2 separate regions of the Macaca mulatta genome follow, and region 1 is linked to region 2. The links are chromatin contacts, called in public Hi-C maps. All regions are on one chromosome and are shown on one strand. Each heading gives the region's core, a stretch centred on a gene start, on an enhancer-like site or on the middle of the called end of the contact. The rest is flanking DNA. Distances are from core to core; before and after follow the strand shown.

Region 1 (7,077 bases), core at 1,288-3,787, 37 kb before region 2:
AACCACAAGCTTCCTTGCCGTGACCCTGAGTCAATGGGAAGAGGGCTGTTTTCTATCCTCCTGTTACTAAAGGGCAGCCTTTCCAGGGTTCCAGCCTTAGGCAGGGATCTCAAGTACAGATCCCTGTCTTTGTAGAACTCAAGGCCTGAATAGATACTAACCCCAGTCACTGAGTGGGTACTCACCCCTGGTCCTTAGCCATTTGGGCTTATATTCATGTCATACTTTTGAGTCCCCTTGACTTATCTCACACCTGGAGACCACCTTTCTTCCCTTCCATTGTTGATATATTTTATTCAGCCTTTCACTGTTCAAAGCAGGAGTTCCCTGACTTCTTGACCGCTCAAGTTCCCACAAGTTGAACATCTGTACTTTCCTATCTTTTAAAAAACATTTCTAGAGTTAGCACAGGGCTCTGTAGAAATGACACAGGAGGGGTGTCCAACCCAGACACGGGGGTTCAAGGAAGACTTCCTGAAGGAGAACTGCCTGTTCTGAGACAGGAAGACTGAGCATACAGTTAGTCCGGCAAAATAACATGCATGTGCACTGGGGAGACAGGTTGGAGGAGGAGGTGGGGTGACTGTGGCAGGCAGAAAGTAAAGTACATATGAATATCCAAGGGGAGAGAAAAAGCATATCATGCAAACAGCATATCAAAGAGCATATCAAGTTCTGAGAAGCACACGTTCCAAGAACTGCAAGGAGTTTGGTGTGGGACACAGAGTGAGATACGAGACTGGTGAGATAAGTAGAGGCCAGTTCATGAACGACTTACATGCCAGTTTAGAACGGTGGACCTTAGAACAGACAGGAATCAATCAGATCACAGAAGGTGAAATCATCAGGTTAAAAGCAAAACGAATATAATAAATATTCCTTACATAAATATACATGGCTGGTTAGAATTTGCTGAAACTACTTTGCAGACGGGATGACAATCTCAGAGGGCATTGAAGCACTAACCTTGGCATTCCAGCACAACGCTGAACTCTTAGCCCAAGGATTACAAAGCTCAGCCCAGCGCTCTCACTTCAGAGAAATTTCCCCCACTTGCTTTGTGAAGGGTGTGAGTAACCCACCCGACCAACTTGTAGACATTTTGGAAATACATAGCTCTTTCAAGACTGTTTCCCCAGATCGCCCCCACCACCTCCAACACCCATACTGACCCCCAAAACTCTGCCATAACCTCTTATGTAAGGAAAGAATTTAAGCAGCAGTAGAAACTTGAAAATACAAGTACCCTGGGCCAACGGCCAGGGAGTCTATTTTTAGAACATTTTCTCATTGCCTGTTTATCTTTTGGACTCAGCCAAAAAGTCTTCTAGGCGAGTGTTAAAGGAAAAGACCAAAAGAAGGTGATCTGAGACCAAATAGCAGCAGCAATGGTGATCATTTTGGACAGCGTGTTCCAATTTCCCCAATGTGCCTTCACTGGCATTTGGTGCCCCCCAAAGCCGCTTAATGTAGAATTCATTCAAACCCTTCTCTGCCTTTTCCACTGATGAAGGGATTTGGCTAGGTCAAAAGGAAGACAGTAGAAGTTACGGATTTCATAAACTACTAAGCTCGACCAGAACGCTGCTGCTGCTGCTCCTCCAGGCCTCAGTTGTCTGTTTCTAACATAGGGGTGGTAACACTTGATCTACCGTCACAACAGTAACCAGAAACTTCTGCCCCTGTCCGTTCTCCTTTGTGCCCGGTTAATCCCGGAGAAAAGCAACCATGCATCTGAGTATCATAAAAGTCGGCGCAGTGGCTCACGCCTGTAATCCCAGGCGCTTCGGGAGGCCGAGGCGGGCGGATCACCTGAGGTAGGGAGTTCGAGACCAGCCTGACCAACATGGAGAAACCCCTTCTCTACTAAAAATACAAAATTAGCCGGGCGTGGTGGCGCATGCCCGTAATCCCAGCTACTCGAGAGGCTGAGGCAGAAGAATCGCTTGAACCCGGGAGACGGAGGTTGCAGTGAGCGGAGATAGCGCCACCATTGCTCTCCAGCCTGGGCAACAAGCGCGAAACTCCTTCTCAAAAAAAAAAAAAAAAAGCGAGTTATTTTAATCCTTTCAAGCTGCAAAAGAGAAAAAGGCTGGCGTTATGTCTAGAGTTATATTTTCCTCCAAGAGACTAAATAGGTGGCCCCATGAATTCCGCCACTTGTAAAACGCGCCGCAGAAAACTCTCCCAGACTTGTAAGGACTTAACTCCTTCCGCTCCGCTGCTTAGAACGACTTTTAAGGGCGTCCTCTCCGGGCCCCTGTCCACTCGCTCCAGTTTGCTAGAGTGGCCTGATTCCGTCTCTCCCAGTCACTCTCCAGTTCTGCCATGCGGGGGAAGTTTCTGGGGTCCACTGGGCAGATCTTCCCGGCGGACCCTGGGCCCAACCACCAAAACCCACACGGTCCTCCTTAAGGAGCTTCCGCGGCCGCGAGTAGAGGCGGGTGTTTTGTTCTTCTGAGGAGGAAAAAGTTTTTGTGACATCCAGGAAATGAGTAACTCTGAGAGCCGGCCGCTGTAGGCCAGAAGGCGGGACCCTCTAAGTACAGGGCCGCAAGCTCCGCCGCAGCCACCTACAAGCTGCGGCACCCCGGCCCCCGACCCGCGCGCAAAGCCTGTGCTGGAGCCGTCCTCCCGCGGCGGGGACCGGGACCGGGACCCAGGCCAATCGTAAGTCCCGGGGCAGCCTAGTGTACTAAAGGAAGAAGGGCGCGATGGAGACCGCGAACTCGGAGGAGCTGTGCGGGAGATGGCTGCCGAGAGAGGGGGCGCAGGAGGGTGTGGGGATCGCGGGCGCCGGCTCGGCCCCCGGGTGGGGGCTGACTTTGGAGACCCCCTTAAAGCGCGCGTGCCCAGGCGGGCGCATTGTCTCCCCGCGGTCACGCGTCTCGTTCCCGCCGTGCGGGGGAAAGCGTCGCGGGCGCTCGCTCCAGCTAGGCTGCGGGCAGTTCCTCCTCGAGGCGCGCGGAGCCTCGGAGCCCAGAGCGGGACCACTTTTTTGTTCGTAGTGCCCAGGTGACCCGTTACTTCTCACATCCTGAGCAGAGCGCTACCGCAGAAAGAAAAGCGGGGTCGCCCTGCTCATTTGCTGCTCCCTTTTCCCCTTCCCCTTCCCTCCCTTCTGTAAGGGAGGAATGGGAGTGAAGTTTGTTTTTTCTCGGTTCCTGGTAGTGAAGTTAGGGGGCTGCTTCAGGCCGGATAAAGTCCCCGGCGCTTCCTCTTTCGGGACTGTTAGTGGACCAGACCTCCCGCTATGCAGACTTGCTCTTGAGGCTGCAAATAACTCTGCCACTTCACCCCTAACCCCACCCTCAACCCCATCCCTGTGACTTCGCCATTCTGGCTGCCAGGTGAAGACTCAAGGAGTTCCGGGGCCGGATTCACTATCCAAAACGCTTTCTCTTTAAAAAAAAAAAAATTGCCGCCGACCAGGAAGGTAAAATATTTTACGGAACCAGGCAGGGACCTCATTTTGCCTTTTGCCCTTCTCCTGGTGTGAGAAAAGCACCCTTTCACAACTAGTAGAGTACCAGATATTGGTCTCATTTCACAAATAGTAGAGTACTAGATACTGGTCGCAATCCGCACTCCGGTCTTTTGGATCTAAATTGGGGTCGCGTTCTATTTTCTTGTTTTTTTTGTTGGATATGACCCAGGGCTCTTGCCTTTTACAAACCGAGTCTATCTGACTGCCAGCTAAAGTTCATCCGTGGTTGGTGCAGTTTTAGGCCCAGGTTAGCCCTGAAAATAGATTATCAGAAAAGTGGATTGCTGTCTTTCCCCCTTATGAGAACAGAATAGACTGTGTTTTTGAGTCCTCCCTCCAGCCCACGTGCCTAAGTGGCTTTCGTTGTTTGCTAATTCGTGTGTGTTGCTGCTGCTCCAGGCCATTCTGCCTTCAGATTTTCTCCACTTGTGGGTAACCATGAAGTAGTTACACTGACTCTCTGCTCTCCCTGGGTGCATTCTTCTCATGCTCAGTAACTCTACATTTTACATAAGATAAAGTAAGCATGTGAAATTATAGCTATCTGTTTGGCAACAAAAGGAACCCAGTTTTCGGTTTTGTTTTTTGCATGGCTCAGTTCCCAAGCTTAATTTTTCCCTTTGGCATCCTGAGGTTGGGGTCCTGAGGTTGTATTTTCCTTTCACAGCTGTCAGCAGAGACAGGTGGCCGTCAACAGGAAAGAGGCTGGGCTGGGTGGCTCATGCCTGTCTTCCCAGCACTTTGGGAGACTGAGGTGGGAGGATTGCTTGAGCCCAGGAGTTCGAGGCTTAGAGCTGGGATCATTTGGTTGGAGCTAGGATCATGCCACTGCACTCCATCCGGGTGACAGAGTTGAGACCCTGGCTTTCACCTACCCCCCCATGCCCCGCTGCCCCCACCCCAAAAAATAATAACTGGGCAGGAGAAGGTGTTTTCAGAGTCCAAGACTCAGGTTCCATATTTGGAGTTGAGAGTCCGCCCCAGCAGGGATGAGGTGGCACGGCAGCCTGTGGGGCTTTAATGGAGAACCTGCTTGGGAGGGGCGGGTGCTCCAAGTGTTCTGGGAGCTGAGAAGTACTTTATTATGGATGACACCGGCCATCCTGGACCCTTCTGTCATCCAGTCTTGCTGGGGAGGAGTACAGAGCCACAAGGATGCTGAGAACTGTTCATGATAACCTCCAGGGCTGCTGCTAGCCCATTCAGTCCTTCGCATGAATTAGATTAAGGTGCTCCGTCTTGGCAAGAGGATGGGATTTGATGCCTCTTAGAAATACTGGCCTTATTTGAGTGGACATAGCCAAGCCATGTAGCTGGGCAAGTGGCATGTGAGCTGGATTTATCCTCACCCCTCAGCCAAGTGCCTTGAGCAGTACACTGCTTGGCCCACCATTCACAGCAGCCCTGATAAACAACCACTATTTAGGGCTTAACATTGGCCAGGCTTTTTTTTTTTCCCCCAAAAAGTACTTAGCCTGTATTAACTCATTTAATCCTCACAGTAGCCCTATGAGTTAGGTATTGTTAACTCCATTTTACAGATGAGGAAAGTGAGGCACAGGGATGTTAAGTGTTCTGGAGCCTGGAAGGTGAGTCTCAATCACTGGACATTCATAGACCAAGAAGCAGCTTAAGCTTAAAAAGCTAATTTAATTGGCAACCCTCGTGGGAAAGGGGGAAGAACAGTTGCCTTTTTCTTTCTTTTTCAAAGGAGGAAATACCTGTTCTCAGCTCAGGTGGAGGAAGGAAGGGAAATTCATCTGGCAGGAGGAAGAGGAGGAAAGAAAGAGGCAAAGCTGGGCCTTGATGGCTGATGGGGAGCCTGGCCCAAGAATCAAGTGACTTTCCTTAATCTCTGGGGCGGTATGAGGTGGCAGATCCAGTTTGGGGCCTGGTATGAGGGTGATGAGTAAGTGCCCCTAGGTGTGGCTCAGAGGCAACCGGCGGTGGCTGCACGCAGGGTCTTGACCTAGGCAGACAGTGAGTGGAAGGAGGTGAGACAACTGTCCCGACCTTCCAAACCCCTGATCCCCATCTGTGGTCTCTTGCTTCCTTGTTGAAGTCCTGTTCACCCACAAATGCCCTTCCCAAGTTCGTCCAGGAACCCTTCCTGAAACTCCATATCACAGCTCCATATACATGATCGCTTAGTTTCCACACCGTACAGCTGAGCGCTTAATTAGCTGGAACCGAGCATTTCACTATGCCCTGTCAATAGGCACTTTAAACAAAATAGGCTTCTCATCAGTGAGGAAGTCAAGATGCCTCCTGGGAGGGGCCAGCTGGTGCCCAGCAGATTGCTCAGAGGGTGGTGTTTACCTGGATCACGTCGCCTGTCCCAGGGGATGGCTCTTAGCTGTGCCCACTCAGAAACCGATTTCCGTAATTTTCAGAGTGGTTTGGACTCGAGCTACTGATTCACCCTGAGAAAGCTCCCAGAAGTGGGTGTAGGAGTCAGAATGCTGGTTTATTAATTTGCAAGGAGACTTTGCAAACATCACACAGACTGAATGTCGTCTCTTCCCTGTGTCCTGGACAAGCCATATGGGAAACCAAAGACCAGAAGGTGGACTGCGCTTATCAAAGCTGGAGTCAGAACCAGGCAGGAGGACCATGGGGTGGGGGTGAGGGACAGTGATGTCCAAGAGTGCAGGGCTTTGTCTACCTCTGCGGCCCTCTCACCAGCAGAAAGATACCTGCCAGGTAGACTGGATACTCAGATCAGCCTGGCTGTGGGCATCTCCTTGGCCAGTGCCTCAAGGACATTATTTCCCTGAGAAATCCTGGTAGCATTTCTCCCTTTCCTCTTTCATAATGTAGTAATTTTTTATTTTATTTACCTATTTGTTTAGTGCTTTGCAAGCATTAGCTCCCAGAGACACAGATTTGCATGTGTGTAAATTCAGTAACTACTGTACAATCTCAGGGTTGTAGAGCCAGGCAATGAGAGTAAATGCTATATGCAAATCAAGAGCATCAGGTAACCTGGATGGATCAATAGAAAGCCAAGCATAGAGCAAGGATATATGGTCCCTAATCAGCATGGAGGCTGGCCCAAGGCTGGCCAGTTATTGCATCCCCTGTGTAGGCCAAGGGTGAAGCATTCCTAAAGCAGTGCCTGCTTTGGCTGCCTCAGGCAACCTGCCCTGCTCAGCTGGCCTCTTTGGATTTAAAGGGCTCTTTCTGGTCTCTGTCCAGGCCCTTCATGGCTCATCTTTAGTGAGCCGCATCTCCAGGTGCCCAGAGCCAAGGAGGTGTGACTGCACGGGCTTTGAAGTGGGGCAGACAGTTGAATCCTGGCTCCACCACTCAGTTGTTGGGCGTTCTCAGTAGCTGGGCAGGTGCCTTGATTCTTCAAGTCTCGGTAACATCATCAGTAAAATGGGGATGACCTTCAGGGCTGTGGGGAGGGTTGAGCCAGACAATGCGCAGAAGGCATTGAACACCGTGCTTGGCGCAGACTGGAAATCTGGCCAGTGTGCGCTCTTTGGGACAGCAGAGGTCAATTGGAGGTCTGCATTCTCTGCCGACTTGGGCCCCAACTTCCCCATCAGGTCATGCTCCCTCCTCTGAGGTCTGGACAAAGGACA
Region 2 (6,799 bases), core at 1,266-3,765:
GCACCAAGAGAATGGTGCTAAACCATTCATGAAAAATCCGCCCCCATGATCCAATCACCTCCTACCAGCACTGGGGATTAATTTCAACAAGAAATTTGGGGGGGTCACAGATCCAAACCATATCACAGAATTTTAGATCTAAAAGAAATTTCAAGTACCACTTAGTCTCCAGCACCAGCACCATGACCACAGCCAGCTGTCCCAGCCACACAAGCCCAGCCCCATCATGCTGCCTCCTCCCCCTAGCCATATTAGATTGTAACTGGACTCAGTCCAGGATAGGCTGTAGTTCAGAACCTCCAAGGAGGGGAACTCCACACAACCTCCATTCTGATGTTAACATCATCTATGACAACGACTTCTTTTAAATGCTGTGGTTTAAACTTTTTTTTTTTTTTTCTTTTTCCAATCTGCAAAAGATAGAGAATGGCTCTGATATGGTTTGGCTGTGCTCCACCCAAAATCTCATCTTGAATTTTAATCTGAATTACAATGCCCACATGTTGGAGGAGGGACCTCAAGGGAGGTGATTAGATTGTGGGGGTGTTTTCCTTATGCTGTTCTCGTGATAGTGAGTGAGTTCTCACGAGATCTAATGGTTTTATAAGGAGTTTTTCCCTCCTTGGCTCTGTACTTCTCTCTTCTGCCACCTTGTGCAGAAGGACGTGTTTGCTTCCCCTTCCACCATGATTGAAAGTTTCCTGAGGCCTCCCCAGTCATGCGGAATTGTGAGTCAATTAAACCTCTTTCCTTTATAAATTACCCAGTCTTGGGCAGTTCTTTATAGCAGCATGAGAATGGCCTCATACAGGCTCTTACCTTTAAATCCTTAAGTGTAGGGCTTTTTATAAGATAGACACCTACCAGGCATGGTGACTCAGACCTATAATCTCAGCACTTTGGGAGGCCAAGATGGAAGGATCACTTGAAGCCAGGAGTTTGAGCCCAGCCTGGTCAACATAGCGAGACCCCATCTCTATTATTTAAAAGAAAAGGGAAAAAAAAAAGGTAGACACCAATTAGTAAAAGTGGTTATCTCTGGGACATAAGATAATGGAAGACTTTCTATTCTTTTACATTACTGCATTTTTAATCCATATGTATTATCTTTCCACATGTATTATTTATTTAAGAAGCATATTTTAAAAGTCCTTCATGGAGCATTATTTAGTTACCTCCTTCCCTCTTTCCTCCAGGCGACATCCTTCTAGTTTTATTCAAAGATTGACAACTCAGTTTTCTCTGTGGGTCAGATGAGTGACAAAGAAGTGAGATGCAGGAAGTGTAAGAACGTGCAGGTGACCAGGACCCTGGTAAACCGCAGGGAGCATGCTTGGCCAAGAGGCACACAAATCCCAAACTGGGCTATAGGCCACCAGGATGCAAACCTCCCCCATGAGTGCTTTTCTCCATTCTATAATTCCTGGTTCTTCAAGCTTTCTAAATTAGTGTATGGAGCCCCAAAAGAGAACACCTTCATTTTGGTGAGCCAGAGGCATGCCATTTCCTGTTGCATCAGTAGTAACTTTGGTCTTACGCCAAGCACTCACTAGCATGCAGCATTTGTACCGGCAAAAGGCTGATCAATCTCCTAAGTCCTACGAGAGGCCACAGGAGAAGATTCCCCTCTTTTTGAGCAAAGATCCCAGGGAAACGGTGATTCACAGACCTCACTCAGCATTAACTTGGGTGCCATGGCAACAGGGCTCCACATCCGGAGCAGATGGTGTGGCAGACTGCCCCTGTCACGCGGTGCCTCTTCTGGAAGTTCTGGCCATCTCACCAAGCAGGCTTGCTTCTGTCCAGCTGGCACAGAGTAACACCTGGTAACTATTTACATGGGTCAAAATACACCCGGAGCCAGCAGATGGCAGAGCCAGGCTGAGACGTGGGGAGAGAGGAGGGCTGGTTTGGGCTGTCTCAGAGGCAGAGGCGGCAGACAGCTCCTTTGGGGGGCACAGACAAGGCAAAACATCGCTCCTGTTGCTGCCTGGTGTCTCCGCACAGCTAGGAGGATGGGAAAGCATCCAGCGTGAGCAAAGCTGAAACGATCACAGGCTGATCCTCAGACACTGAGATGAAACGGCACTGGACACACTTGGTCCCCCTCCCACAGTGAGGCAGTAGATGCTCCCAGCCCAAGGGACCTGTTGGCACCAGCCATCCTCAGCTCTTTGCTGTCTTCAGTGGGGTGGTACTGCCTGGCGAAGCTGGCAGAGGGGCCCCATCACAGACAAGCATCCCCACACCAGACAAGCAGCTCCAAAGCACTAGGTTCAAAACCTCAACCAAGGTAAGTGAAGAGATGGGGGCTCCCAGGGACAGATCCAGTGTCTTTTTCAACTTTATCCCCAGTGTGCCCCTGGGCTTGGTACACAACAGGTAACCAGAGGCATTTGTTGAGAGGAATTGGAAGAGAGTGTGACGCAAATCCAATGGAATGACCTTTGCTTGTGGCTGGGTTTAGGGTGTGTGTATTTTTTTAAGGCAGGATGCTGGCTATAGAACATTTTGTGAGACATCCTGAGCCCTGACAGCACCAGTGAAATCCTGACGTAGTTAGTCCTGGGTGATAAATCGGTGTTTCATTTCCTGCTTTGGAATTCTTTCCAGTCACAAGACCCTCAGTGTCTCCAGGCCCATGGCCAAAGTTTGGAGAATTACACTCATGCTCGCCCACGTGGACAGCAGCATTCATTTGCCAAATGGAAGGTATTTGGGCTTGGAGTGTTTTCTTCTTCCTTCTCCCTCTTCTTAAGTTTCCACCAGGGAGGTCTTTGGAGGGTGCCAATCTGTAGTGACAAGCATCAATCATAGGTTGACCCTGAACCTCAGCAGCAGCATCTGCACCAATAATCTGGAGATCAAACGAGGCTGAAGGCCAAGGAGTTAGGAGGCACACAGGCACCCAAAATGTGCTCTGACATTAGCACCAGGAACTTTCTAGAAAACAGAAGCTACAGACTAGGCAGGGCAGGTGGCTCATGCCTATAATCTCAACACTTTGGAGACCAGGTTGGGTGGATGACCCAGAGTGACCAGGAGTTGGAGACCAGCCTGAGCAACATAGTGAGACCCTGTCTCAACAATATTTTTTAAAAAACATTAGCTGGGCATGGTGACGCGTACCTGTAGTCCTAGCTTCTCAGGAGGCTGAGGCGGGAGAATCAACTGAGCCCAGGAGTTCGAGGCTGCAGTGAGCCGTGACTGCCCCACTGCACTCCAGCCTAGGTAACAAAGCAAGATCTTGTCTCAAAAAATAAAAATAAAAAAGCAGCAGCAGCGGCAGCTGTGGGTTAGAGGAGTCAGATAAATGATTATTGGAAGAATACATTTCCTGTTTGCATTTTATTGGGAACTTCAAAGAAAAGAAAGTGAGACAGGTTGATTCCCAAGACAATCCGTGATGTAAACTCCCAACAAGCTGGGGAATTCTGGACGGTGAAGGGGTGGACGGTGAGGCTCAGCACAGCCCAAAGTCAAAGGCATTAGGGTTGTTCTGAAAATAGAGATTCAAGAAGCCCTGGAAAATGCTCTTATCTGTGAGAAGAGCACAGACTGTGGGGTCCCACTTCATGGCTGATATCCAGAGCCGCAGGGCTGGCGTGTGGCTCACACAGCTGCAAGACAGAAAAAAAGCGTCAGCACAGCACAGGGGGAGGCATCAGGAAAGGGGATGCACATTGCTTTTTAGATTTGCAAGATATGAAAAATGGGTTTATTTGGGGCATTATCTCAGTTATCTTACTATCAAGTGAGAATGATAATTTACTGGAGGAAAATCTTATTTTTGGAAAAGTCAAATGTGTAGAAGTTGTTGTTGCTTCTAATAATACAGTGAAATACTTTGGACTGATGGCTCTGGGAAAATAACATGTCTGTGCGTCATTGGGTTTTTTTGTTTTTTAATAAATATATATTTTTAAAGCTTGAGAAACTTACATGTGCTTCACTGTTTGCCAACAAAAAGACAACCCTCTGAAACAAACATTATTGGATCATTCTCAGATTTTACTTTAGAGGATAGAAAAAAATAAAGACATAATTTCCAAAACATGCTTAAAATGAATAAAACAATAATGAAACCTTGAAATCATGGAGTTGACAGGGCTCTTTCAAGGATCCACCAGGACATTTAGTTCTGGGGTTTATAAAGCGATAAGCTGAAGATAATACGAGTGGGTTGTGGGAAATCCAGGACTAGAAGTGAGGTTTCCTAACCTGTGATTCCATGCTCTGTCTTCAGAGGATACCGCCTTTTGTAAATTTTATGTTTGAGACTGAGTTTTAAATATCCTGGTATGTTGTATCTAAGCTCCTTCAAAGAGAGCTGAAGTCGGAAGTGCAGGAGACAGTGCCTGGGTGGGCTCCAGCCCACGGGTTATGAAGGTGCAAACACAGTTCTGCTTCAGCAGGGCCGGATTTCCAAGTGCCAGAAATGTCCAGCACCCACCATGAGAGTGGTTTGGATTAGGGTGGGCGTCTGCACATGTCCAGCTTCTCCGAGCTTTGAAGTAACAGAGCACTCACTGTTCTGCCCAGGAACCTACACAGCTATTTCTTCACCTTTAACGTCCCTGCACTTCCATACTTCCATAGTGTTCATTGCCATTTTGTTTGTGTGTTCCAACACCAAGCATATATTACTACACAGATCTTTTTTATAAGGTTATTACTATCTGGGGGAAGATTCGTCCGGCAATGAGACGTGACTAAGGTATATGGTGTCCACTGGGGACCCGGCAGGACTAGGTGGAAGCATTGGGCACTGTGACTGTGACTCTCCACCAGCTCTCAGACCGGCCACGTGGGGGCGCTGGTGAGGACAGCAGGTTCTGACGTCTGTGGGAGGCTCCTGGAGTAGGGGTCTTATCTGCAGAAATGCGGGCAAAGTGTGAGTCTGAGTTAGCAGTGGAAAAGCACATGTGTTTTTAACAAGGAAGCACACACTGGGGTTTAGAAACCTGATTCACTTCACAGACATTCTGAAACATGTCTACAGGGGGCACGCAGACCATCTTAAGCAGTGTTACTCAGTGTGACTCCGGGAATTTACCAACACAAGGTCAAATGTCTTACTCCGCTATCCCATACACATCCAGCCGCTCAAACCAGGGCCAGAGGAGGTAATCAATCATGGATGTACAGGTTCCACCAAAGAAGGTGGTGTTCTGATACTCAAGAATCTAAAAATGGAAACAAAACAAAAGCAAATAAGTTTATATATCTCCTGACACTAAATGCAAATCTCAAATTAATTCCCAGAGAGGGAGAACTGAGGCCTCTATCCTTCTCCCTCTGGTTAGCAGAATGCTTCTTCCCTTTCTCTGAGGTTTCCTCTGCCTCTTTTAGGGTCACACTCCTGGCCACCTTGTCTCTTCCTTCCTTTCAACACTAGAGTGACAGTGAGGCTCATCTGATTGGAGAAACTGGAAGAACCACCCCCACAGAGTAGCCCAGCCCCTTCCTCTTAGCCTGGAACAGCTCCTCCATGTGCTAAGCCTTCCAAGGATAAGCTGAGCTCTGGACAGAGGAGGATCCACCTCAGGCCAGCACTGCCCATTACTTGAGGACAAGGGGAGCCTCAGCATGATGTTGAAGTCTATTATTAGGAACCCCTCTCAGGATCTCCCATTCTCCAAGATCTGCTTTATCAATAAGAAAGGGGATTCTGCCGGGCCTGGTGGCTCATGCCTGTATTCCCAGCACTTTGGGAGGCCGAGGCGGGTGGATTACCTGAGGTGGGAAGTTTGAGACCAGCCTGACCAACAGGGAGAAACCCCGTCTCTATTCAAAATACAAAATTAGCCAGGAGTGGTGGCGCATGCCTGTAACCCCAGCTACTCGCAAGGCTGAGGCAGGAGAATTGCTTGAACCCGCAAGGCGGAGGTTGTGGTGAACCAAGATCGTGCCATTGCCCTCCAGCCTGGGCAACAAGAGCAAAAAAAAAGAAAAAGGAAAAAAGAAAAAAAGAAAGGGGATGCTGTAATCTCCATGCCTTATTATTTTATCTTCTCAATTAATTCAAAACTAAGGCAGGAAAGAGCATCCTGTTTAATAGGCCCTCTCAAATTCTAACCTTATGTTCTTCTTCTTCTTCTTCTTCTTCTTTTTTTTTTTTTTTTTTTTTTTTTGAGATAGGGTCTGGGTCTGTCACCTAGGCTGGAGTCCAGTAGATCAATCACAGCTCACTTCAGCCTCAACCTCCCCTGGGCTCAAGCAATCCTCCCACCTCAGCCTCCCAAGTAGCTGGGATTACAAGTGCAGGCCATCATACCTGGATGATTTTTATATTTTTTTTTTTTTGTAGAGATGGGGTCTTGGGGTCTTGCCATGTTGTGCAGGGGTCTCAAACTCCTGAGCTCAAGGGATCCTTCTGTCTTGGCCTCCCAAAGTGCTGGAAATACAGGTGTGAGCCACCGCACCCGGCCCCCAACGCTGTGTTTCTATCACACTTTTTTTCATTTGAGCTTTTCAAACTTCACATTTGTTGGCCACTCAACACTATTACTTAATGCATTAAAATAAAATTTCTCATTCCCAAATGAGACTAAACCCAGGTAGAGGGGCTGTAAAGAAAACAAACTCACAACAGACAGGTAGCCAAAGACGGCCCCAAAAAAGTACCTGCAAGTTTAAAAAAGCAAAAGTGTTTAGCAGAGGTGACTGTTGGTACAGGTCTTCCCAGAGAAAAAAGTATGGCACGAATTACCTGGTTAAATCAAGCAAGCTACTCATTTTGACCTATATACTTCATAATCAACTCGATACTTCCCTAGAGCTACAGATCTTGACTGCT

Evidence for each region. A called contact is a pair of places that touch in the nucleus more often than the background predicts.
Region 1: a contact with region 2 is called in a Hi-C map of cortical neurons, with 4 times the contacts expected there. The contact joins the promoter of ITPRIP here to the enhancer-like site in region 2. A contact is called at or near these places in 7 of 14 Hi-C or Micro-C datasets (CD4 T cells, blood, cortical neurons and 3 more) and 1 of 4 datasets of contacts at active chromatin or transcription factors (radial glia).

Annotation. Positions count from the first base shown.
Region 1 is chr9:116,504,912-116,511,988 of T2T-MMU8v2.0, reverse strand. ITPRIP (inositol 1,4,5-trisphosphate receptor interacting protein) reads left to right here and starts at 2,537. Exons shown (of 3, transcript XM_077947478.1): 1 at 2,537-2,670. CFAP58 (cilia and flagella associated protein 58) reads right to left here and starts at 3,412. Exons shown (of 18, transcript XM_077947472.1): 1 at 2,292-3,412. The coding sequence starts at 2,330.
Region 2 is chr9:116,468,012-116,474,810 of T2T-MMU8v2.0, reverse strand. GSTO2 (glutathione S-transferase omega 2) reads right to left here. Exons shown (of 6, transcript NM_001289962.1): 5 at 5,080-5,186; 6 at 3,412-3,620. The coding sequence ends at 3,464. Among named protein-coding and RNA genes, the nearest start is that of GSTO2, 23 kb to the right of the region's middle. Within about 2 kb of position 2,515, at least 19 of the 40 cell types and tissues checked have an H3K27ac peak or open chromatin away from gene starts, as enhancers often do. A contact at or near this core is called in cortical neurons, fetal cortex germinal zone and fetal cortical plate, where this site is marked.